Regions from separate parts of the Mus musculus genome. Here regions 2, 3, 4, 5, 6 and 7 are each linked to region 1. Evidence: chromatin contacts called from public HiChIP or PLAC-seq and promoter capture Hi-C data. All regions are on one chromosome and are shown on one strand. The core of a region is the stretch at or near the end of the contact, and the rest is flanking DNA. Distances in the headings are between cores, read along the strand shown.

Region 1 (3,229 bases), core at 255-2,754:
CAGTCAACCCGAGTCACTGCCCCTCACCTGTGTGACTCTGCCCCTTTTGTAGCAAGACAGGCCTCACAGGCAGTGTCATCTCAGCACTGTGGCCCATCCCACTCCATGCTGCCAATCCTCCCTTCACACCAGGTCACTCGCTCCTTCCTACCCTCTGGTCAGCAGCTACCAGTGACCCCAAAGTTCTACCTCACTAACTACTCATGCTCTAGAGTCAGACAACCCCAAGTCTCCTCTCTTCCCTACTGCCACTCTATAGGTGTCTGCACAGCCTATATCCAAAGTTCCTACCACCTATATCGACGCCCTTCCCAAACCAGTCCCCATTCTGAACCCTTCAAGTGATACCCTCCATCCCACCCACTGCAGACTTTTAACTGCCAAGTGGACCAGGGATTAAGGTCACCTCACATCATACTCACCACACCACACCACCTCCATGTCCTCCAACATAGCTCTGTGAGCCCCCAAGCCTGACCACTTCCAAGGTCCTAATTCTGACCCAAATCCCTCCAAAGTATTAGAGCCCTCAACACGCAATCACTAAATCCAACCTAAACCTCATCCCAGCTTCCCCACCTGTGACTTCCTAAACCGACACAAGCTTCTTTCTCAACACCCCAAATCTGATCCCATACTCTCCCACCAAGAAATGAGTCCTCAACATGTACCCAAGAATATAATAGGATTCCTCCCCAACAGCACCCAAAATCCCAGTATTCTGCAAAGAACTCCAAACACCGGGACGAGCCCCACCTCTACATAGCATACGATTTATTACCCAAACGCCCTACAGGTAACCACAAACACTTCGCCACCTGACATTAGAACTAGCTCACATATCCGAGAGGCAGACCCCAAATTCGAGTCTCCAATCTCTTCTCAGATCCCTCCCCAAATCTTAGGCTCAACTCACAACCCCCGAATCCGATTCGAACCCAAAATCGAATCCTACATTTTCGCGAAATGTTCCCGGTCCTCCAATCAAACCAAACCCTATTCCTCAACCTGAGACTCCCTAATTCCACTCGAATCCCAAATCCGAGTCCGCGACCCGCTCCACAGGCCCCGCCCCGCCCCGCCCCGCCCCCTGCGCGATTGTGGCCGCCACAAAGGGGCGGATCTCGCGCTGCCGAGACTTATCTGGCGCCGGAGGCCGACCCCGCTCCGGGCCTGCGCGTCCTGCGCTGCCCTCTGGGGCCTACGCGGACGCTGTTTCTGGAAGGTTCGCGGCGGCGGGGGCAGGGCTCTCACCTCTCGCTGCTGCAGCCGCCGCGGCTGTGCTGACTAAGAAGCGGCATGGTGCGGCTGGCGTGAAGCGTGGCGCTGCGTTTGTCCCCTTCCTTCTCTCTGGCGAAGCAGTGGCTGTTGAGGATCCGCTGCAGGGAGGATTTCACCATCCGGCCGCTGGGGTCCGAAACCAGCAAAAACCTCCGCTGCACTTCCCGCGCCGCCGCCGCTGCTCGCCGTTCGCAAAATGGCGCCGGCGCCGACGCCCACTTTTATATGCGTCGTCACGGCAGGCCACGCCCCCACACGCAGGCGTAAACGCAGCAGTGTGAGGCGACGGAGGAACGGGGTGGGGCCACAGTGGCAGCCCAAGGAAAAACCAAATGCGTCCCACCTACTCCGGCTTCTGATTGGCGAGAGTAAAAAGACAGACAGAAGGTTTCCGTTGATGATTAGTTGGCGATAGGAGAATCCCGGCCCCGCGTGTTTGCGTCACTCTGTGGGAGGGAAGACAGAAAAGCCAGACGCGTCCCGCCCCTACAAGGCTCTGATCGGTCAATGTAGAAAAACGGACGTATTGGCCCCTTTGAGGATTGGTTGGAGTTCTGACAAGCCCGCCCTCGAGGCTTTATGACGTGAGGCGGAGGCGGGGCTTCTGTAGTCGCCTCCAGGACGTAAACCCCCATCTAGCCCAGGCCTCAAGGCTAGGACTCTGCGCCTCCTCTAGTACCTGTGGCCCTTCAGTTTTGTCATCTGTCATCCTTTCCATCTTAACCATTATGGTCCCACTCATGGGACGCCCCGCTCCGGGAAGACTGTCAGGACATAACTGTCAAGGGTACCTGAGGCTGACCTAGGCGGTTTGCTTGGTGCCCATCCCCCACGCGGCAAAATTATTCTAATGACCTTGTAATAATGGGTAATAGATTGGGACTCTTTGTTTTAAAAGCAACTTGCTATTTAAAAGAAAATCTGTCAAAAGTTAAGTATCCCAATCTAGAGAAGTATTTTATGTCAAATTGGAATTTAAACAACTTTTCTCATAGACTCAGCTTGAAGGTTTCCTTCATCCCAACCCCCCCTCCCCCGCCGCCGCCGCTTTTTTGTTGTTGTATTTTGATTTTTGTTTTTTGAGACAGGGTTTCTCTGTTTGCCTGCCTCTGCCTCCCAAGTGCTGGGATCAAAGGCGTGCGCCATCACTGCCCTGCTTACAATTTATTCTTAAAGAATTTCGTATTCTTTTTCTCTTTATGGGTTTTTTGTTGTTGTTGTTTTGTTTTGTTTTGTATGTTTTGTTTTTGAGACAGGGCTTTTCTGTGTAGCCCTGGATGTCCTGGAACTTACTCTATAAACTAAGCTACCCTCAAACTCAGAGATCTGCCTGACTCTGCCAGCTGAGTGTTGGGATTAAAGGCCTGTGGCACCACACCCTGCTCTTTCTCTCTCTCTCTCTCTCTCTCTCTCTCTCTCTCTCTCTCTCTCTCTCTCTCTCTCTCTCTCTCTCTCTCTCTCTCTCAAGATTTACTTATTTTATTTATATGAGTACACTGTTGTTGTTTCTGGTCTTCAGACACAGACCAGAAGAGGGTGTGAGATCCCATTATAGATGGTTGTGAGCCACCACGTGGTTGCTGGAAATTGAACTCAGGACCTTTGGAAGAGCAGTCAGTACTCTTAATCTCTGAGCCATCTCTCCAGCCCCCTCTAATTCTCTTTTTTTGTGAGCAAACTACAGTGTGATACAAAGATCAGAATTCAGTAAAAATCTATCTATGGTTGTGATAAAAGCCACTCAACCTAGCTGAGGCAGGAGGATTGCTGGAAGTTCCAAGTAATCATGGACTGCCAAAAAATCCCTTGTCTTGATAAACAGATGTCCCTGTGGTGGTGGCACAAGTCTTTAATCTCAGCACTCTGGAGACAGGGCACGTGGATCTCTTCTGAGTTCCAGGCCAGTATGGTCTTAGAGGGTAAGTTCTAAGACAGTCAGGGCTTAACA
Region 2 (3,229 bases), core at 270-2,769, 500 kb before region 1:
GCAGCCTCCCACGCTGGCCAGCAGCCCATGCTGTGTGGTCTCAGGAGACTTACTTGGCGTCTCTGCGCCCCATCAGGTTCCACAGCTTTGGAGCAGGGAGCTTTGGGCCTGGGAATTTCAAGGCTCAGGAATTCTGTTTGTCCTCATGCAGACTCTGTGTAGACCAGGCTGGCCTGGAACTCACTGAGCTCCATCTGCCTCCAGCTTCTGTTGGGGTGACAGGCACAGGCCACCACACCCCAGCTTTGGACACCAGGAAGCAGAAGGATTCTGGAACCCTCCCACCCTGAGTCCCTGGGATGTGGGATGGTCCTGCGTTCCTGAGCCATGTTCCCACCGTTGGGGGTGGAAGGCAGTGGTATTCTGTCTAGGATGGGGCCTCATCCTTGTATATGTGTGCCCTGGGACGCTAGAGCTCATTCCTTGAGGCCCAGGCTGGGTGGCTGAGTTCCAGCCTTGGTGGAATGTGGTGTGTGGCTGGGCTCTGCAGGCTAGGCCCCTCCTCCTTCTCCCAACTCCTCCATCTGCAACAAGCCTCCCCCACCAGGCCTCAGAGCAGCCTGGGCTCCCCACACCTCCATCACCCATAGCCACGCTACACAGCCTCAGTTTTCCCCGTGTAACGAATTTGCCTTCCCTGGTGACTTTCTGCTTATGAGCTCCTGAGGCTGAGCCTTGGCCGCAGCTGTGCCCAGTGGGCTGTTCTGCCAGCACCCCAAATACCCAGTGTGCATGCCCACAACCCCACAGACTCAGGTTCACCTTCACCGCATGCTGTTCCCCCCACTGCCTGCTTCCTGTTTGTGCCACAGTTCCAGGGTGCAGGTGTCATCCTGTGGCAGTGGGCTGGGGGAGGGGCCCCGAGGCCTGTTTTCTGGCATGTTGGATGGATGCCCCTCTCTGGGTAGGACATGTGCCATCGAGATGTGACCCAGGTTCTGAGCTGAGCCTATGTGAGTACAATCACCATGCCCAGCTCCAAGCCACACACTGTAGCTCCCAGCTCCATTCCATCCCACCCCCAACTTCATCACTGCCACAGCATCTTGGACTGGCCTCACCCAGACACAGGAAACCAGTGTACCCACGTACCACCAGGGAAACTGCACTTGCCCAGGCTAGACCACCGGAGTAAATGTCACACCACAGGATCCCCTTCAGGGAACTTTGGCACCTGGTTGCTATCATTCCCCCCTGTAGGCAGGCCACAGCAGGGTTGTTAGTGGATCTGGGTTCCCCAGGATCTATGCAGAGGCTTACCTGGGTACAGTGGTATAGTCACAGTAGGGAGGCAAGGGACTCACCTGTGCTGTTTGTACCTAGGTGTCCTCTGTGGTGTTCCAGGCCAGGCAGAGAGAGCAGGTAGGGGAGTTCCCTGGGGAAACCAAGTCACGTTGGTTGAGGGGAGGCCCCAACAGAAGCCCTGGGGCCGTGGGTACAGGGGAGCACTGGAGACCCTCAGGCGTCCAGGGCTGGAGGGATGGGACTGTGAGGCTGTTTCCCGTCCCGCCCTGTCTCCATCTGTCTTTCTGCCGACTCTCGTCAGCCCCACCCCCTGCGCTGGCGCTGGCCTCGCCTCTCAGCCGCTAGGGTGGGAACCAAGCAGGGCACAAGGGTGACAGAGTAGAGAGAGACATCAGTTGTTGAAAGGTCAGGGACCCAGAGGGAGGCCATGTGGGAAGAGCTGGGAGGCCAAATGGGGCTGGTCCTGACACAGCAGCAACTAACCTTCGCCAAGGCTGTCCAGGAGCCTTCCAGGGATATTGGGTCAGCAAGGCCAGCTCCAGCCTGACTGCAGGGACCAAGAGCTGGAGGGGAAGGAGAGGGCTGGGGTAGGGGAGGTGTAAGGTCGGAGACCAGGCTGTCCTCTAGAGATGGAGCAGTCTTGGGGAACCCTCCCCTGCAGACTCACTGCCTGAAGCCCTGACAGTTGCCCAGGATGACTGAGCCAGGCAGGGGTGTTAGTCCTGTGCCTAGTAGCTGGAGGAGGGGGGCCTGCGTGGAGGAGGTGACCTTGGGTCTCTTTGGCCCTGACAGGTCCTGGTGGGGATTGAGATGCCTGGCCTGGCTGTGACCTCAACCTCCCAGTTCCATAGTCTGCCCAGGGTCAGCCAGACTCTTGTCAGCAGCAGGAAGCCCCTTGCCTGCTGCACCACCCCCACCCTTCCTGCCTTCCCACCCATCCCAACACTAGGTCCTGACCCTGACTGGCCTCTACCCCCGTGAAGTTTGTAGTTCCTCTGATTTCCTAGCTGGGCCTGCCCTGTCTATCCATCCCATAAGCTAGGGACAGAAATGGACACAGATCATCCCACGTTTCTGATCTCAGGCTGCTGAGGCAAAACAAATGTCTTTACCTTCTCAACATTTGGCTAGGTATCAATACTGTGGGTGTAAGGGGTATGAAGATTGGGTTTTTTCGGGGGCTGGTGAGATGGCTCAGCCGGTAAAAGCACTGACTGCTCTTCTGAAGGTCCTGAGTTCAATTCCCAGCAACCACATGGTGGCTCATAACCACCCATAATGAGATCTGATGGCCTCTTCTGGTGCGTCTGAAGACAGCTACAGTGTACTTATTTATAATAATAAATAAATCTTAAAAGAAAAAAAAAAAAGCCGGGCGTGGTGGCACACACCTTTAACCCCAGCACTTGGGAGGCAGAGGCTGGTGAATTTCTGAATTCGAGGCCAGCCTGGTCTACAGAGTGAGTTCCAGGACAGCCAGGGCTACACAGAGAAACCCTGCCTAGGTGTCCTGGCAGGAATGTTTGGTGGTGAGGGTGAGGAGCTGTGGTGGGAAGAGGATCTGAGGCTGCTCTTGATGTGGATGGGTTGGGGTGGATGAAACAGAGAGGTGGTTGTATGTTCTTCCTCTGTCCCTTGACCTGAGATAAGGATATGTTTGGTCTGGAGAATCAGGTAATGGCTGAAGGACACTCATCTTTGTTGTGTGGAGGTGACAGAGCTCAGAATGCATGGTGAAACTTAGGCAGAAACATAGTGTGATGTAGAGCCCACACAAGACCATCAGGTGAGGCCCGGAGCTGCAGTTTCCTGCTAAGGCTCCCAACCACAGTCAAGGACAGGAGTTGGGCTCAAGGATGCTGGGTTGGTGTGGGAGCTGAGGCTCAGGATGTACCCCCTGTGGCTGTGGCTTCCGCCGAGGCTGGGGGCCAGGCTATGGGGCCTATTCTTAGCCATGGACACAGCCAAAGGAAGGAAACAACTG
Region 3 (3,229 bases), core at 265-2,764, 510 kb after region 1:
GGTCACTTGTTGGGTGAGGAGGCGCAGCGGCCCGGAATGGGCAGGTGGGCACCGGCTGCACCCACCAGCTGCAGCCTCACTCCTTCTGTTTCCATGTTGTCCCTATGCAGAAAGTCACAGTCCCCTCTCCATCCTGGCAGGACTCTGCCTCATCTCCAGCCAGCAGTGGTGGTGGCTCTACAGCCACCCACAGCAGCCAGTGACCGAAGGACAGGCCAGCTGTCACCCTCCTGTTACACCTGCTGCAGCAGCCTGAGCAGCGACTACACTGCCTGTCCCCTGTCCCTTGTGTTGGGAGAGCTCCAGAGCCCCTCCAAGGCTTGCCACCTCTGGTGGCCCCCCAGCTACCAGTCTTGGGCCATGGTGCTGGCTCTGCTGGCCAGGGCCTTTGGGAGGCCCCTCGGCTTGAGGAAGGCCCACCTGCCCCAGGCTAGATACCCCAGTGCCCAAAACCATGCATGCACAGATCCCTGGAGGCTGGAGAGCCAGAGATGCCTGGCTGTCAGGACAGAAGGCCGGTACCCCAAGGTCCTGCTCTCAGGCTGGAAGAGAAGCCTGCCCCAGAAGGCCAGGGCAGAGCAGCTGCATGGGTCAGGTGACAGCCCACCGCTCAGCCTCAGCTGCTCCCAGTGGAAGAGATGTGTCCTTACTCATTTTGGAGCAGGTACAGTGGGCAAGAGGTCAGACCACAGCCACCAATCATCTGCCCCTTCCCTGTCTCCAAGCCATCCATAGCCCCATGTCTAACCTCATAGTTGCCAAATAAAAGTTAAACAGAAGATGTCGAGTTTATGGTGTCCTTGAGGGTAGGGTGGGCCCCTGGAGGAATAAGGACCCACAGAGGAAGACTGCTCTGAGCCCAGATCTGCCAAGTGCTGAATTACCATACAGCCATGAACAGGAAGCTAGCTCGCTCCCCCATCCCCCACTGGTTTTTTTTTTTTTTTTTTTTTTTTTTTGGTTTTTCGAGACAGGATTTCTCTGTTTAGCCCTGGCTGTCCTGGAACTCACTTTGTAGACCAGGCTGGCCTCAAAAATCTACCTGCCTCTGCCTCCCGAGTGCTGGGATTAAAGGCGTGCGCCACCACTGCCCGGCTTTCCCACTGCTCTTTTGAGACAGGGTCTCACTGTGTAGTCCTGGCTGTTCTGGGATTCCCCATATTGACCAAGATGATCTTGAACTCACAGAGGTCTGCCTGCCTCTGCCTCACAGTACTGAGATTAAAGTACTGAGTTAAAGGTCTACCACAAGGAAGCAAAGCCTGTGGCTAGGTTCCATCCAGCATTTATTGAGCGCCCACTGTGTACCTGGCAATGGTTGTACACTGATTACTCTCGAAATCACGTTCACCCCTTTCCTCCCACCACACGCGGTGAAGGAGGGCAGAGTTCCTTCTGATCTTACTGGATAGCAACTAGGAGCATCTAGGCTTAGGGCTCTTTAAGACGGGGGAGGGGTTTCGCGAGGCGTGGCGCTGGAGTGGACCGGAAGTGCCGGAACGTAGTGGCGTTCAAGCAGGAAGCGGAAGCGGTGGCGGCCGCCTAGGTTCTTGGAACGAAGATAGGCAGCGGGGTGTTCCAAGAGCAAACTGGCGCGGAGATCGAGCCAAACTCCGAGGTTCCGGGAGGAGGGAAAGCGAGACGGGGTAGGGACCTCGGCGCAGGTCTGTAAGGGGTGCGTAGGAGTTCGCGAGGTGGGCGGGCCGAGCCGAAAGTGGACCCCCAGTTAGCGCGCGCTCCACCTACAAGATGAACTCCAAGGCGAAGAAACGCGTGGTACTGCCCACTCGCCCCGCGCCTCCCACGGTGGAGCAGATCCTGGAGGACGTGCGAGGGGCACCCGCTCAAGATCCTGTTTTCACTGCCCTGGCCCCGGAAGGTAGGAGAACGTGAGACTCCCGAGTGGGGAGCAAACCGACTGCAGGGACGAATCTTTTTTGTCCCTGCCCTTCTCTTCCCCTGCAAAGAAAGATCATCAGAAATAAAATTGAAAGTGCTCCGAACTCTTGGGAGGCAGAGGCAGGCGGATTTTTGAGTTCGAGGCCAGCCTGGTCTACAGACTGAGTTCCAGGACAGCCAGGGCTACACAGAGAAACCTTGTCTCGAAAAACAAAAACAAAAAAAAGTTGAAAGTGCTGCCAACCCGGGTCTAGGGCAAGAGGATTGCTGTGAGTTCAAGACCTTGTCTCAGAGGGGCGTGGCCAGCTGCTCCTACAAATTAATGGGGGGCCAGAGTACTTGCAGGGGCCATATCTGCGACTCCTGGCCTAGGATCCAGGAATCCAGGCAGTCCTGGGTAGAACGGCAGGCCAGGGTGGCTGGAGGTGTCCTGTCCTCTCCATGACACCAAAACCTGAAACTGAGTCTTGTTTTCTAGTGCCTAATAGGCCTATATAGCCCAGGCTGGCCTCGAACTCACCATGTAGCCAAGGATGACCTTGAACCACTGATCCTCTTGCCTCTGGGTTGGTGGATGTCAGGCCTGGGGATGGTGACACTGTTTCTTCTCTTCAGACCCCCCAGACCCATCCCCAAGGGCTGAGGACTCTGAGATCCAGCAGGAGCAGATCTACCAACAGAGCCGGGCCTACGTGGCTATGAATGAGAGGCTGCGGCAGGCGGGGGAAGCTCTGAGACAGAAGTTCGATGGCCTTCGGCAAGCTGGTCAGCGGCTGGAACAGGATATCAGCCAGGTGACTTCAGCCACCTCCTAGAGCCGAAGTTACACCTGATGTCCTTGGTCCAGGCCTGGGCACCTAGCAACCAGAGGCTCTGGGTCAACATTTGCTGTCCCAACCCTGGCCCGGGGAGACCCAGTGGCCCACCTTGCCAGCTAGCAGCTTTGTTCCCTCTTCCATCCTTAATGGCCTCTAATTCATGATGGGACTTAGGGACATGGCCACCTCCTCATTATGGGGACACTGGCCTAAATTGCATCAAGGACTTGATTGCAGGTCGGGGCTCAAAGCCAGTCTGCCCCATAGTGACCGGTGTGCTCTTCTGTCCCATGTCACCCTGGGCAGTGAAGGTCTTCATCCCCAGCATCCACAGCAGGCCAGCCACTGGCATCTTGGTTGAGAGAATGGGCTAGCTGCACGCTTCATAGAGCCTGGCTCAGGCCCTCTAGGGCTACACTGCCTTCTCAGTTCTCCCTGGGGCCGGGGAGACTCATCAAGGGAGTTTCCATTCTGGGGAGCCCAGGGGTCCAAGAGGAACTCAAAGGCCAGGT
Region 4 (3,229 bases), core at 246-2,745, 430 kb after region 1:
CTGGATGGTAAGAGGCACAGATTTTTAAAATTCAAAAATAGAGAATTGAGAACCCCAGTGTCAATTTTCTGCTGCCATTCTCACATGCAAAAATCTGTCAGACACCAAGCCTGGCTTAATCCCAGCACCTGGGAAGCAGGGGGCAGAAGGATCTCGGAGTTCAAGGCCAGGGAAAGCTACAAAGTCAGACTCTGACTCAAAAATACAAAACACTAATCCCAGCCTCCATGTCCCCCTGACCTTCTTCACTGTGATCTGATCTCTCCTCCTGATCTGGGGACCCAAATCCTAGCTCATAAAATACAGTTCCTGAGCTCCAAAAATTGCAGGCAAGACAAAGATCTTTAAATGTGTTGTGATTTCACCTCATGATCCCTTGGCAGCTCTCCTTGTCAGGGAGGGTCCCCTTTCAAAGAGAGGTCTTCCAGGTACTGTATAATGGAAGCCTGGGTGAGAAGGTAGTTGGCCTTCAGGCATGTTCCCTGGGTAAGTCTGGCTGGGCCTGAGTGGCAAAGCAGCCGACAGTACCAAGCAGGAGTAAGTGACCCCCCAGCTCCCTGTCCTCAGGGCTGCGGTAGACAAGGGGCGATAGTGCGAGTGACTCCATTCACTAACTTAGAAACCAGTTTTTGGTTTTGTTCTTCCTTCTGATGCTGGATCTAGTAAACTCCAAGCTGGTCTTGAAGTGCTTGATCCTCCTTCCTCCACTATCCCAGTGCTGAGATGGCAAGCACGTGCCACTATTCCTGGCCTGATTTTAGGGTATTGCTGTGTGGCCCAGGCTGGCCAGGAATGTTCTAAATAGGTTCGTGAGCCATCAAACTCAGGCTGGGGTGCAGCCTAACGGCAGAAAGTCTACCACGTGTAAGGTTCTGCTTTCTATTTTCAGTACTGCTGCAAAGAACAAACTTCTTAAATAGTTCTTGGTGAAGCCGGGAGTGGTGGTGCATTTCTGTCCTCGCAGTAACGCAATAGAGGCTGGGGCTGGAACAGCCGAGAGGCCAGAACGAAACGCAGAGGGAAGCAGGACTGCGTCGAAGGCCCCGAGTTGTACTCGATCTTTTTCACAAAGCCCAGGCGGGTCCCTGACAAACGCACACTGCGCAGGTGCAGCCCAGCGCGACCCCAGGACCAGGACGGCAGCTCGGGCGAAACTGCTCCAGCTTGGTACAGACCAGGTGCAGCACACACTGTGCTTCCGGAGTCTAGAGCGCAAACGCAATGGTTGTCCCACCCCGGCCACGCTGATTGGCTGTCCTTGTCTCAGAGCAGATTTATATGAGAAGTTAAGCACAGAACGAGGTTCTGAGCGCTGATTGGTCTCCATGCCCTGTGGGCGTCTCCCGCAAGGCGGGACGTAGCCAACTGTGCATTTTAAGCCGAGGAGCTGAAGTGATCTGATTGGCTTCACAGCCTTGGGGCGGGTCTTGAAGGCAAGCGAAGGCTGGGTCGGGGCCGCGGCTGCGCAGAGAGTCTGGACGGCAGTCAGACTGGTCCTGCGAGCGCGAAGGGGCGGGGCCGACTCCACGCCTGCGCAGACGAGCCCCACGCGCGGGCGGGTGGGCGGAGCGGCCCCCCTAGCGGGGGCTGTGAAGCGCGGGGAGGGGGCCGAGCGGGTGGCGAAGCCGGCGCGCGCCCGGCTGGGGGCGGAGGGCGGAGGCCCGTGGGACAGAACAGCTGCGGCGAGTGGCGGCGGCGGAGGGAGCCGAATCGGCGACGAGCCCGGGGGTCGCAACTTGCAGAAGCGGCGGCGGCGGCGGCATCGGCCACGGCGGGCGGAAAAGCCGGGGCGCAATGGAGCGGAAGAGGTGGGAGTGCCCGGCGCTCCCGCAGGGCTGGGAAAGGGAAGAAGTGCCCAGGAGGTCGGGGCTGTCGGCCGGCCACAGGGATGTCTTTTACTATAGGTGAATGAGCGCGCCGGCCGCGCAGGGCCCCAACGGGCGCCTCCCAGCGGCCTCTGCGGCGGCCTGGGCGCCCCGACTGCGGGCCGCGGTCTGGGCCGGGCGACGTGCGTCCGAGCGTGCGTCCGAGCGTGCGTCCTACGTGCCAGCTGTGGTCAGTGCGCACGCGCCGGCCATGGCTCGCCTCAGCGCGCATGCGTTGAACCCAGTGCCTTGCCTTTTGCTGATCCGCGCCACCCAGCGCTGCTGTGAGTGCGCGTGCGCCACGCCTGCAGCCAAGGCTTCAGCCTCGTGGCTTTTAGCCCGCCTGTGGCGCGGGCTTTTGTCCTCCAAGGAATCGGGGACCGTGCGCGCCGTGCGAGGGGCGCCCGGGCCTTGGCCAGACGCCGCTGGGAAGCGGGGGTGGGAGGGGGATGGGCTGACCCTTTGACCCTCGCGGGGACTTTATCATGGTTTCGGGAAGCAAGGGAACTGCCCCAGGTGGCCTGATCCCCTCACCTGCATAAATTTGGGTTTGGCTTCTTGTTCAGCAAAATGTCCCCCATTTTTATGGCGTTTCCAAAGCCCTTGCTCTTCTTGAGCGGTGGCCCCAAATGTAACATCACAGTGGCTTCTGACTAATGTGAATGTGGTTTTTGTGTGCAAGACTTTTTTATGAATAAGTCTGCTCTTTAAAAAATATTTTAAATTTTTTATTTATTTAATGCATGAGTGCTCTGCCTGCTTGAAGAGAGAGCATCAGATCACCCAATAGAAGGTTGTGAGCCACCATGTGGTTGCTAGCAATTGAACTCATGACCTCTTAGCCAACTCTCCAGCCTTTTTTTTTTTTTTTTTTTTTTTTTTTTGAGGCAGCGTCTACATAGACCATATTTGCAACCTTTTAATCAGGGCAGTGAAAGCTGTCTATCTGAATAATAGCCAGGCAACCTACACCTGCTGTTCTTCCCCAGTTCTATCCCCAGTGGTGTGAATAGAATCCTGGGCCGCATGCATGCTGCCCTACGGCTGGAGCATCTACCTTTTTAGCCGACTGTAGTTGTCCCTACTCCACTGCACCCGGAATTGGGTGGTGCATTGTGAGTTGAACTGCCTGGCCCTTTGGTCTTAAGGAGTCGTGGGTTTTGGCAGTAAGGTTGGAAGCCAGGGCTAACTTGGGTTCCTTTCAGACTGCAAAGAGGGATGGGGTTGTTGCTTCTAATAGGTCTGCAGTAGGTAGGGTTTTTCCCAGTAGGGCTACATGCAAATGGTGCCCTGTGTGCATGGGACTTCCTCCCCTTCTCCCTTACTTGCAATGGGGCCAACACCTCTGAGAGATGATCCAAAGA
Region 5 (3,229 bases), core at 312-2,811, 390 kb after region 1:
GTTCAGGGTCAACCTTGGCTACATAGGAAGTTGGAGGCCAGCCTGGGCTACATGAGACCTTTTCTCAATTCTCTACCCCTGCCAACTCCAAAAAGTCAGAACCTAGAGGTGCGATTCACACCAGGCCCTTCCTGTGTGATGCTGGGGGCATGTCCTTGATCTCTGACTGAAGGTGAGGGAGAGGGAGCAGGCAGCTACACTAGGGATCCTCTTTGCTGCCTGACCTGGACACCCACTGTGCCATGCACCTTTCTGCTGTGTTCATTGGGCTGTGAGCCCCAGTGAGCTGTGAAGACTGAGCAGAAGCTAGGCGCGAGGGACATATTGTCTCTACAACCCTCAGGGAGAGGCAGGGTCTCACTGGACAGCCTTAGCTGGCTGGCTTGCAACTTGCTTTATATAACCGGCTAGCCTCAAACTCAAACAAAGAGCTCCTCCTGCCTCCCAAGAGCTGGGATTAAAGGCATGGGCCACCACACCTGGCCTCATTATGTGTTTTTCTTTTTTAAATTTATTTTATCATATATTATATCCCAATCTCAGTTTACCCTCTCTCCTCTCAGTACCCCTCCCGCCCTCGTTGTTTCGTTGTTCTTTCTTTCTTTCTTTCTTTCTTTCTTTCTTTCTTTCTTTCTTTCTTTCTTTCGAGACAGTGATTCTTGGATAGCCTTGGCTATCCTGGAACTCACTCTGTAGACCAGGATGGCCTTGAACTCACAGAGATCTGCTTGCCTCTGTCTCCCCAGTGCTGGGATTAAAGTGCCGCCACCTCCTGGCATTTTTTATTATATGCACCACGAAACACCTATTTTCAAAAGACGGAAAAGTTGACCAATGTGGAGGTCCTTCAGCAAGAGAGAGAATGATCCATCGTTTCCTAGCCTCTCATTAAGGATCTGATATCCCATCCCGACTTTGATATACCCGCTCGAACACATAACACCCAGAGCCCATCCTAGAAACTCAAATAGAACCCACTTGACGTGGCGGCGCCGGCGGGCATAAGAACCCGAAAATAAAATCTCAAACCCCGCCCTTCCACCGCCTTCCCGTTGAGTTTCTCGCGGCCTCTTGCTCTGAGAATCCCGCCTCTGCTGTAGGGCGGGAACGCAGATGATACTTCGCAATAAATGGTTTGAGTTCTGCCAATCTAACCTCTCCACCTTCCCATTGGTTATTTGTAGCGGTCCTTATCTTTCAATCTAATGGTCCTTCCCGCTTGCGTCAAGGACGCTTCGCTCAGTGCGTGTATACCGCCGCGTAGGAAGATAGTTCCTAAGTCTTTCCCTCGGTTTGATAGAGACTATCTCTGCCGGAAGTACTTTAGTATTAGATACGGGTTGATTCTTGGTGTCATGGTAATCTTTGTGGGTGTTCTGGCAGTGACTGTTGTGAGGTGGTGTATGTTACTATCGCCTCAAGAGGTAGTGGAGGGATCTGTGTATCCGGTCGGGGCGCGGCTGCAGCGACTTAGGGGAGGTGGCTTTTGGCGACAGTGGGCGTGGTCACTTGGGGGCGTGGCTTCCGCGGGCGGCGCGGGGCGGGGTGGGGGGGCGGAACATGTCTCCCGCCGCAGGAAGATGAGGCAGCGCCGGCGGCTGCGGGCGTAGCGGGCCACCGCGGGCCACCGCCGCGCGCCGCCGCCTCTGCTACAGTCCCTTCCCGCGGGGCCTGCTCTGAGAGAAGCTCGAGAGAGACCAGGCGACGCGAACGCGAGTGGGGAGGAGGAAGGACGCGCGACCCCGAGCCCTGCGCGCTCCCGCCGCCCACGCGCGACCCTCGGGGACGCGCCCGCCACCCTTTTGTCCCCGGGGTCCCCGAGGGCGGTGGGCAGCAGGGAGCCCCGGTGCACCCGGTGCATGCCCCCGCCCAGCAGGTGAGCGCACGCGGAGGGGCCCCGGACGCGCGCGTGGGGCTCACGGGGACGCGCGCACGGTGGGGACCCCCCCCCTCTGCTTAGTGCATGAGAAAAAAAAAGTTGCCTCTGGGTCTCTCTCGGGTCCGCGGGGAGGCTAGGGCTGGGGTGAGCCCCCGGGGGAGTGTGCACGCGTCCCCCTTGCACAGGGCCCCGGGCCCGGCGGCGCATTGTTCTCTGTCTTCAACTTTGCGCGCCTGGAGAGGGGGGCGACGTGGAGGGGACGCGCGCACTTGAGAGCAAACTTTGCCCAGGCCTCTTTTGTGACGGTTCTCTGTGGACGGTCACCCAACTTCATCAGATAGGAATTCTCCAACTCGTGGGGATCTTAGGGGAGGTGTTCCCTTTCCATCTGCCCTTAGAGAGGGGGTCCTCCTGATCGGAGCTGGAGTTTGGAGGGAAGAGAGAGGGCCACCTCCTCATTCCATTAGCTAGTGGTTCCACAACTCGTGGTTATCTTAGGGGAGGTGTCCCCTTATCACCCACCTTCACCTCTTCACTTGAGGTGTCCCCTTGATCCTAGTGGAGTTTGGAAGGCTGAGGATTATATCGCACTCCACAATTTAGAGTTCCTAATTCTTGGGGATTTTGTGGGAGGTGTCCCTTTCCAACCCACCCCCACCCAGGGAAGTCTCCAAATCTCCATCCAAACTGGAATTTGGAAGGAAGAGTGAACCCAATATCTTCACCTCGTTAACTTGGGGTTCCCCAACTCCTGGAGATCTTGGAAGACCCCCCCTGCCACTTAAGGATGCCCCCCCCCCGATTTAAACTGGAGTTTGGAGGAAAGAGAGCAAGTCCTTTTGTCTGCTACAAGAAAGGGATCTCTGGGTACAGAGAAGGAGGGGAGACACAGGGACCCCGAGATGGGAACATCTGCTCTGTGTTAATGTGGGGCGCGGCACAGCTCAGGGTTTGGGACACGATGGTGGCCTCTGCGAGCCTCAGAACTTCCAACCTTCCTCCTCCCGCAGTGGCTGCTGGAATGGGGGAGGGAGGAGAAGGGGGGGGTCATCCCCAATTCTGCTTCCCTACCCCCAATCCAAGATGACCCAGGTTGTCCCATTCCTCCCCTCCCAAGAGTGTTTGTGGCACCCGCCCCCACTGGAGCAGTGTTTCACCTCTCCTGGGGTTACCCAGAAAAATCGGTTTCAAATACCCCACAAAAAAAGTGTGGTTTCGTACAACTTAGAAGAAGAAGAAAAGAGTCAGTTTCACACATCCTCCAAAAAGGATGAAAAAAAAAAAAGACAAAAAGCAGTGGGGGCGGGGTGCCCGAGGTGCCTGTTTCACACCCTGTGTGAGTTGACAAAC
Region 6 (3,229 bases), core at 289-2,788, 370 kb before region 1:
TTGTGTCCTCGTGAAGGTTCTCGGTGGGGGCTGGGGACAAGTGTCACATTGGGGGAGCTCCAGACACAGAGTGGGACACTACTCAGCACCTTCCAGAATGCCCCACACAGAACACCCAGCCAGACATCCCCACAAAATGAGCTCAAGGTTCCTCTGTCTCCCGTATGGGTTACCGTGCTGATAGGGACACTCACAAGCCCCAGAGCCAGCAGTGGGGCCTCGTGGCTGACCCCTCAGCTCTATTGTCCCCAGATCCTGAAGAACTTGGCCTGTGGGACCTAGCAGAGCATAAGGTCCCCTGCCTGGCTGGATTTCCAGACTCCATACAGACACTGCTGTGCCTCAGTTGAGTTGAGTCCTAGGGATTCTGACCAAGGTCCCCACGCACTCGAGACAAACACTTTATCCACCGAACCAGATTCTCAGCTTTTCTTGTTGACTCTCCTGCCCCACACTTAACCCTAGGACTGTGACCTCACCAAAACCCACACACCCCAAGTCCTAATAACCACACCCAGAGACTGAGGTGATAGTGGTGGTTTGCTCAGGACCTGGAGATGGGTGACAGGCAGCCCTCCCCACCCTGTGCTGTCCTATCCCTGCACTGACACCTGTCACAGACATCAGCCAGCGCTCAGCGGAACACTCAGTCAGCACTTAGACCCCAGGGCCCCACCTGGTCCAACACTGTCACCTGCAAAGGTCACTGCTCTCCAGACCTCAGGTCTCCAAGGGCCAGGGAAGAGATGGGCATCCTGGACACTAAGTGGAAGATCAGCCAAAGCCAGAGGGGAGGGGCTGACAGGAGCCAGAAGTCACTAGTGGTGGGTGTCCCCAGGTCATCCACCCTACCCCCACACACCACCATGCACCCGGTGACTGCAAGTTGTCTGGAAAGGAACTTCTCATCTCCTCGTCTCTCCAGCCATCAGGAGTAGGTCTGCAGTAATGGGTCACAGGTGGAATTTGGGGACACACCTTGGGTTTATGCATGTGGGACAGCCACAAAATCCCTTTAGCCAGGAGTTGTGGTGCGTGTCTTTGATCCCAGCGCTCAGGAGGCAGAGAGAAGAGGATTTCCCTGAGTCCAGGGCCAGCCTGGACATATCAAGTTCCAGGACAGGCAGGGCTACAGAGACCCTACCTCAAAAAAAAAAAAAAAATGGCTTTGGCTTTGAACTACAGAGAAGTTCAGGGAGCTGCATACCCAGAGGAGAACTGAGTTTGGGGACACAGAGAGTCCCCTCTTTGATCCCCCAGCTCTTCACCACCCACACCAAGACACACATGCATTCTTGGGGGTCACTTGGGTAGGATGGGATGTCCCTGGCTCTGCACCCTTTAGATGACAGCTCCTCCTGCCCGCTGTCCCACAAGCCTTCGGGACCAGCAGGGTCTGTGTTTCACTCATCCTTCGTTTTAACACAATTCTTTGACTTTTGGGGTCATTTCTGCCGCAGGAAGCCTGGGTGAGGGCCAAGGAGGGGAGATGGTTGGCGTACTTACTTTTGTTTAAGATCTCAGGGGTTGAAGGAGCCGCTTGGGGTTGGCGTGCTCGGCTTTATAGACACGACGCCGGCTCCCCGCCAGGTTATTAATAGCGAGGGAGCTGCTTGCCCTAGTATGGTCAAGAGCTGAGCGACCGCGAACGTGGCTAGGCCCGGTCTGCTACGTGCACCTGTTCCAGGCTGTGACGGGGGTGGGGGGTTGGGTCGGGTGGAGGTGGGGGCGGGATGGCGCACAGCAGTGCCCTCTGACCTACAAGAGGCTAAACCCGAGGGAGCTTGTGGGGAGGTACGAACTAGACCACAAACACAGATCAAGGATACATAGTGAAAGCCTGTCTCAAAAACGTATAAATGCGTCAATTAACTGATTAAGACTCAACTCAGGGGGCCTTGCTACTAAGCCCCAGACGTCTGACAAGGCTCATAACTTGGGGTGTCTGGTTACCAGCTTTGGAGACACAAGAACTCATTGGCCCCTGGAGTTTAAAGCGGGTTGAGAAGCCACAGGGGTTTGTCAGCTGTGTCGGCCCTATCAGCTGTCGTCAGCGTTACCTGAAGCCACGAGCCCGTCCTCACTAACCGGGTGAAGCCCTGATACGGAAACAGAAACCTGGTGCACACACCCGGAGCCGGCATTCTCCGGTCCCCCATTCCAGCTTGAACCTATCTGTTCTATATCATTCCTCTTCTGCCTACAGCTCAGCCCCACCTTCGTTCAATTTAGCTAACAGACCAATCTTCCCAAATAACGCTCCATTTCTGGGTCCCGAGGATGCTCTATTACACGTTCATATTTTTGTAAAATGTGGGCTTATCGGGAAAGCTCGTGAAGGGGCCTATGGCAACAGCTTTAAAAAAATTATTTATTTTATGTATATGAGTACACTGTAGCTGTCTTCAGACACACCAGAAGAGGGCATCAGATCCCATTATAAATGGTTGTGAGCCACCATGTGGTTGCTGGGAATTGAACTCAGGACCCCTGGAAGAGCAGTCAGTGCTCTTAACAGCTGAGCCATCTCTCCAGTCACTTTTTTTTTTTTGAGATGGGTTTTTAGGTGTAGTCCTGGAACTCACTCTGTAGACCAGGATGACCTTGAATTCACAAATCCGGATCCCCAGGCCTTTGCCATCCCACATGGCTTCTCTATGAGCTTGTGTCTGTGCATCATGTGCACGCCCCATGCCCATAGACAGCGGAAGGTGTTGGATCCCAGAATCTTGACCTACAGGTGGTTAAGCTGCCATAGGGTGTGGGACTCAGAGAGGGCAGCCAGCATTCAGACTTTGGAACCTGGCCTGGCTCTCTCCTGCCGCCTCACAGTGGCTGTGCACACGACAGCATCTGAATGCCGCAGACCCCGTTACTGCTCATTATACAAACTGACCCAGAGCCCCAGGGACAGATCAGGCAGGACTCAGCTGTCACAAACTGCCTCGGCCTCCACGAGTTGGGATGACAGGTGCATATCCTCTAAGTGTCCTCCAGGTCTCCCCACACCCCCGCAGTGTGTCCTTTTCGGAGCTGTGTGATACTGCGGGTCCCCACTGAGATTCAGCTTTACCAATTGAGCCTTGCACGTCTCTATGTGAACTGTGGGTGACACCACCCTTGGTGTGTGGTGTGGCAGAGCCATAATCTCTTCGGCGGCGTAGGAGAGCACCTATCGTGGGGTTGCTCGCTCCCACCCTCCCTGCGGGGCGTGGGAGACAGGCGACAG
Region 7 (3,229 bases), core at 278-2,777, 270 kb after region 1:
ACCAGTGCTTATCCAGGTGACTTCTCTCTGTGAGAATTGTTAAATGCTGGTAGAATACCCTTCCAAAATTGCATGTGTTGGCTCAAGTCTGTAATCCTAGGATCCCAGAGGCTGAGGCAGATGGATTTTATAGATTTGAAAATGAGATGAGCCTGGAGTGCAGAAGGAGAATCTTTTAAAATAAACACCAAATAAATTGATTAAAAATTTAAAAAGCAGGCGGCCATGGTGACTCAGGCCTGTAATCTTAGCATTTAGGAAAACTGTCAGAAGTCCAAGATCAGTCTAGGCTACAGTGCCAGACCCTGTCCAGACAAACAGAAAGAGGGGTTCTGGGGATGTTGCTCAGTGACTGGAGTAACTGTCTAGCAAGCACAAGGCTTTGCGTTTCATCTCCAGCACTGTGTAATGGGCAAGTCCATCCAGTCTGTGTTACATGAGACCTTACCTCAATCAAAAGCAAAACAGAAAAGCGGTTGGGGAGAGGGCTCAGTGGGTTAGAAAGCTGTGCACAGGTCTCAGGACCTGAGTTCTAATCCCCAGCACCCATTTAAAGCTGGGTATGACCAGGTGAGTGCCACCCTAGGCTTTGGGGTGGAGGCAAGCAGATGCTGGGAGCTTGCTAGCCAGCCTGCCCAGCTGAAGTACTTCAGTGAAGAAGCCTGTCTTAAAGGAAAGAAAATGGAAGACTAAACAAAGGGGTGGGAAGCTGTATGCTCCTCTAACCTCTGCATGCGGGTGCACAGTGTCGCCTCCCTCCAAACACCCCAGAACAAAGCAAAAACAAAAAAACAAAAAAACAAAAAAAAAAAAATCAAATATATTTCCAGAGTGTAGCTTAGTTGGAGTGCCCTTGTCTAGTGTATGTATCTAGGCACGGCAAAAAGAAAAAAGAAATGCCCCACTGATACCCCTCGTGGTTAGGTGACTATTTGAGCATCAATTAGGTAGGTTTCTCAGGATAGGCACCTCAGCCAATTAAGACCCTGGCTAGAGAGTTGGCTCAGTGGTGAAGAGCACTTACAGCAATTGGAGACTTGGGTTCGGTTCCCAGTACTCACATGACCGTTCATAACCATGAGTAGCTCCAATTTCTGGGTATCCAAAGCCCTTTTCTGACTTCAGCGAGAATCAGAAACACTCATGTTGCACATACATAGAATTAGAAAGTAAATCCTAAATCAAACAAAAACCCTGGCCGTGAAGCTCTCCTCGTCCTCCGGGGGGCGCACGACGGCCTTATATAGCCAAAGATTACAGCGGAGACTCGCGGTGCATTTCCAGCCAGGCGCACTCTGGACAGCCCAGGCTTCTCAGGGGCTTGAGGCTCAAGATTGCGAAGCTGCACCCGCGAAAGTCCGGTGCCGGAAGGTTCTCAGGACCAGAAGCATATAATCACGCGTTCTTTAAAGCTTCTCTTGTCCTAAGCTTCGGGTCTTCCGACGGCTACAGTTCCGCGGGAGACGACATTGTAAGCAGGCGCACTTCAGTCAGCCCTTCCCGGCGTCCCTAGCGACAGCGTCCCGGGGGCCTCTGGGGGCCTCGGGGCAAGATGGCGGCGTCGGCGGGGTCCGAAAAGCGCGAGCGGAAGCCTCCGGGGCGAGTGTGAGGAGGGGTCCCGGGGTCCCGGGTATCTCCGGGCCGGGGCCCCGCTGCGGAACGGACCATGCTACGTTCTACCGGCTTCTTCCGCTCCATCGACTGCCCATACTGGGCGGGAGCTCCCGGGGGGCCTTGCCGGCGGCCCTACTGCCACTTCCGGCACCGCGGAGCTCGGGGTCCCGGCGCTCCCGGTAGCGGCGGCGCAGCATCTCCTGCATCAGGTAAAGCCCATAGGACCGCCCTGGGTCCCACAGCCCGCCCGTGCTACATGTTTCCCTTGCTCAGCCAGACCGCGCACTGTCAGATTGCTGTCCCTCTCCTAGCTGCCATCGCGATGCTGTGCAAATGTCTAGACCTCTCTGGTCATTAAAGCATAAAGACGGTCACGACGGAGCGAGAGACCGTGCATCCCCGTCCCCAAGCTAGGGGACTTGGTGCAACTCCTCCGGTTCTTATTCTGTCCACCTTGTTCCGAACGATATATCATTCCCTCCCGTCACCACGCACGCCACCCTGTGCGCTTGTGGCATACCTTGTTTACGAACGCGACAGTTTCCTGGGATGAGTCCCCCCCCCCCCCCCACTGTCTCCAGTAGTTGGATGCACAAGGCCATAGGGGCACCTGCTGTTTGTCGAGCGGAAAACCCCCTTGCCTTGAACGGGTGTGGACTTTGAGCTTGGCAGGGAGCATGTCGCAATTAGTGTGATGACATTTTGAAGAAGGCCTCAGGGATCAGGCAGTGTGTAGGAAGTATTGTATTAGAGAAAAGACATTAAGGTTTTGTTATTTGTCTTTTGTTTGTTTTTACTGTTGTAGGCCAGGCTAGTTTTGGACCCAGGACCCTGAAGCTGCAACCTCCTAGGTTCTGGGATGGCCCTAACCGGACCCTTAGGATTCCAATTGCATTTAAAGAAGACATTGGAGAGCCTAGAGAGATGGCTCCGATTTAAGAGCACTTTCTGTTTTGGGCTGGGCCTGCTGCGTGCACACTTTTAGTCCCGTTTCTCTAGAGGCATTGCCGGGTGGACCTCTGAGTTTGAGTCCAGCCTGGTCTATATAGGAAGCCTTGTTCCAGAAATCCATAGCCAGTGAGTCCCTGTCTGAGGGGTGGGGGCCACGCTTGCTACTGTTGCAGAGGCCCTGGATTGGGTTACCAGCAGCCACATGGCTGGTTTGTAAACCCAGTTCCAAGGCACCAGCCATGTGTGGTGCAAATGCAATCACCCAGGCAAACTCTCATGTGGATGAAATTAAAAACAAAAACCTTTAAAAAGTGGCATGGCACCCAGGTATGGTGGTGCATGCCTTTAATTTCAGCATTTAGGAGGTAGAGGCAGGTGAATCTCTTTGAGTTTAAGGCCAGCCTGGGTTACATATGTGGTCATCTCTAAAAGAGAGACAGGGCATTGTTGACTAGAGTACCGTTTAGTCCCCTCTGGTGGCCTCTGTTCCTTAGAAATGGCTTGGTGAACTTCACCACTGACTCCACCCCCAGGTCCCAGGTTTATTTTAGACCACTCTCTCTCAAGCTGTTGTCTTTTATTTAAATAATGGTATATATATATGTGTGTGTGTGTGTGTATATATATATATACATATATATATATATCGAGCATTTAAATGGAT

Evidence for each region. Promoter capture Hi-C pulls out the DNA fragments that hold promoters and counts their contacts. HiChIP or PLAC-seq counts read pairs in DNA pulled down with a chosen protein or histone mark. Capture Hi-C pulls out chosen DNA fragments and counts their contacts.
Region 2: a contact with region 1 is called in a promoter capture Hi-C map of liver. The contact joins the promoter of Tbxa2r here to the promoter of Oaz1 in region 1. A contact is called at or near these places in 4 of 39 promoter capture datasets (cranial neural crest, embryonic stem cells, liver and 1 more).
Region 3: a contact with region 1 is called in a promoter capture Hi-C map of liver, with 2.4 times the contacts expected there. The contact joins the promoter of 2310011J03Rik here to the promoter of Oaz1 in region 1. A contact is called at or near these places in 1 of 39 promoter capture datasets (liver), 2 of 115 datasets of contacts at active chromatin or transcription factors (bone marrow-derived macrophages and forebrain) and 2 of 9 other capture datasets (adipose tissue and liver).
Region 4: a contact with region 1 is called in an H3K27ac HiChIP or PLAC-seq map of embryonic stem cells, with 7 read pairs. The contact joins the promoter of Mbd3 here to the promoter of Oaz1 in region 1. A contact is called at or near these places in 9 of 39 promoter capture datasets (3T3-L1-derived adipocytes, erythroid cells, fetal liver and 5 more), 1 of 484 Hi-C or Micro-C datasets (embryonic stem cells), 5 of 115 datasets of contacts at active chromatin or transcription factors (the SCID.adh cell line, embryonic stem cells, microglia and 1 more) and 2 of 9 other capture datasets (adipose tissue and liver).
Region 5: an H3K4me3 HiChIP or PLAC-seq map of embryonic stem cells shows a contact between it and region 1, with 17 read pairs. The contact joins the promoter of Tcf3 here to the promoter of Oaz1 in region 1. A contact is called at or near these places in 2 of 484 Hi-C or Micro-C datasets (B cells and CD4 T cells), 5 of 115 datasets of contacts at active chromatin or transcription factors (the SCID.adh cell line, astrocytes, cardiomyocytes and 2 more) and 2 of 9 other capture datasets (liver and macrophages).
Region 6: a contact with region 1 is called in a promoter capture Hi-C map of liver, with 3 times the contacts expected there. The contact joins the promoter of Atcayos here to the promoter of Oaz1 in region 1. A contact is called at or near these places in 1 of 15 datasets of contacts at CTCF or cohesin (large pre-B cells), 1 of 484 Hi-C or Micro-C datasets (cerebral cortex) and 2 of 9 other capture datasets (adipose tissue and liver).
Region 7: a promoter capture Hi-C map of liver shows a contact between it and region 1, with 3 times the contacts expected there. The contact joins the promoter of Rexo1 here to the promoter of Oaz1 in region 1. A contact is called at or near these places in 8 of 39 promoter capture datasets (the 3T3-L1 cell line, the SN4741 cell line, cranial neural crest and 4 more), 1 of 115 datasets of contacts at active chromatin or transcription factors (pancreatic cancer cells) and 2 of 9 other capture datasets (adipose tissue and liver).

The regions. Positions count from the first base shown.
Region 1 is chr10:80,824,931-80,828,159 of GRCm38.p6, reverse strand. Oaz1 (ornithine decarboxylase antizyme 1) reads right to left here and starts at 1,504. Exons shown (of 5, transcript NM_008753.4): 1 at 1,255-1,504. The coding sequence starts at 1,400.
Region 2 is chr10:81,326,993-81,330,221 of GRCm38.p6, reverse strand. It overlaps Tbxa2r (thromboxane A2 receptor), which reads right to left and starts at 1,519. Exons shown (of 3, transcript NM_001277265.1): 1 at 1,305-1,519.
Region 3 is chr10:80,318,833-80,322,061 of GRCm38.p6, reverse strand. It overlaps 2310011J03Rik (RIKEN cDNA 2310011J03 gene), which reads left to right and starts at 1,514. Exons shown (of 2, transcript NM_025521.3): 1 at 1,514-1,879; 2 at 2,515-3,229. The coding sequence starts at 1,750. The coding sequence ends at 2,714. Pcsk4 (proprotein convertase subtilisin/kexin type 4) reads left to right here. Exons shown (of 15, transcript NM_008793.2): 15 at 111-779. The coding sequence ends at 256.
Region 4 is chr10:80,397,797-80,401,025 of GRCm38.p6, reverse strand. Mbd3 (methyl-CpG binding domain protein 3) reads left to right here and starts at 1,495. Exons shown (of 7, transcript NM_001306143.1): 1 at 1,495-1,808. The coding sequence starts at 1,795.
Region 5 is chr10:80,431,967-80,435,195 of GRCm38.p6, reverse strand. Tcf3 (transcription factor 3) reads left to right here and starts at 1,561. Exons shown (of 19, transcript NM_001164149.2): 1 at 1,561-1,876.
Region 6 is chr10:81,193,000-81,196,228 of GRCm38.p6, reverse strand. Atcayos (ataxia, cerebellar, Cayman type, opposite strand) reads right to left here and starts at 1,538. Exons shown (of 3, transcript NR_015477.1): 1 at 1,507-1,538. Dapk3 (death-associated protein kinase 3) reads right to left here. Exons shown (of 9, transcript NM_001190474.1): 9 at 3,032-3,229.
Region 7 is chr10:80,559,858-80,563,086 of GRCm38.p6, reverse strand. Rexo1 (REX1, RNA exonuclease 1) reads left to right here and starts at 1,527. Exons shown (of 15, transcript NM_025852.3): 1 at 1,527-1,823. The coding sequence starts at 1,667.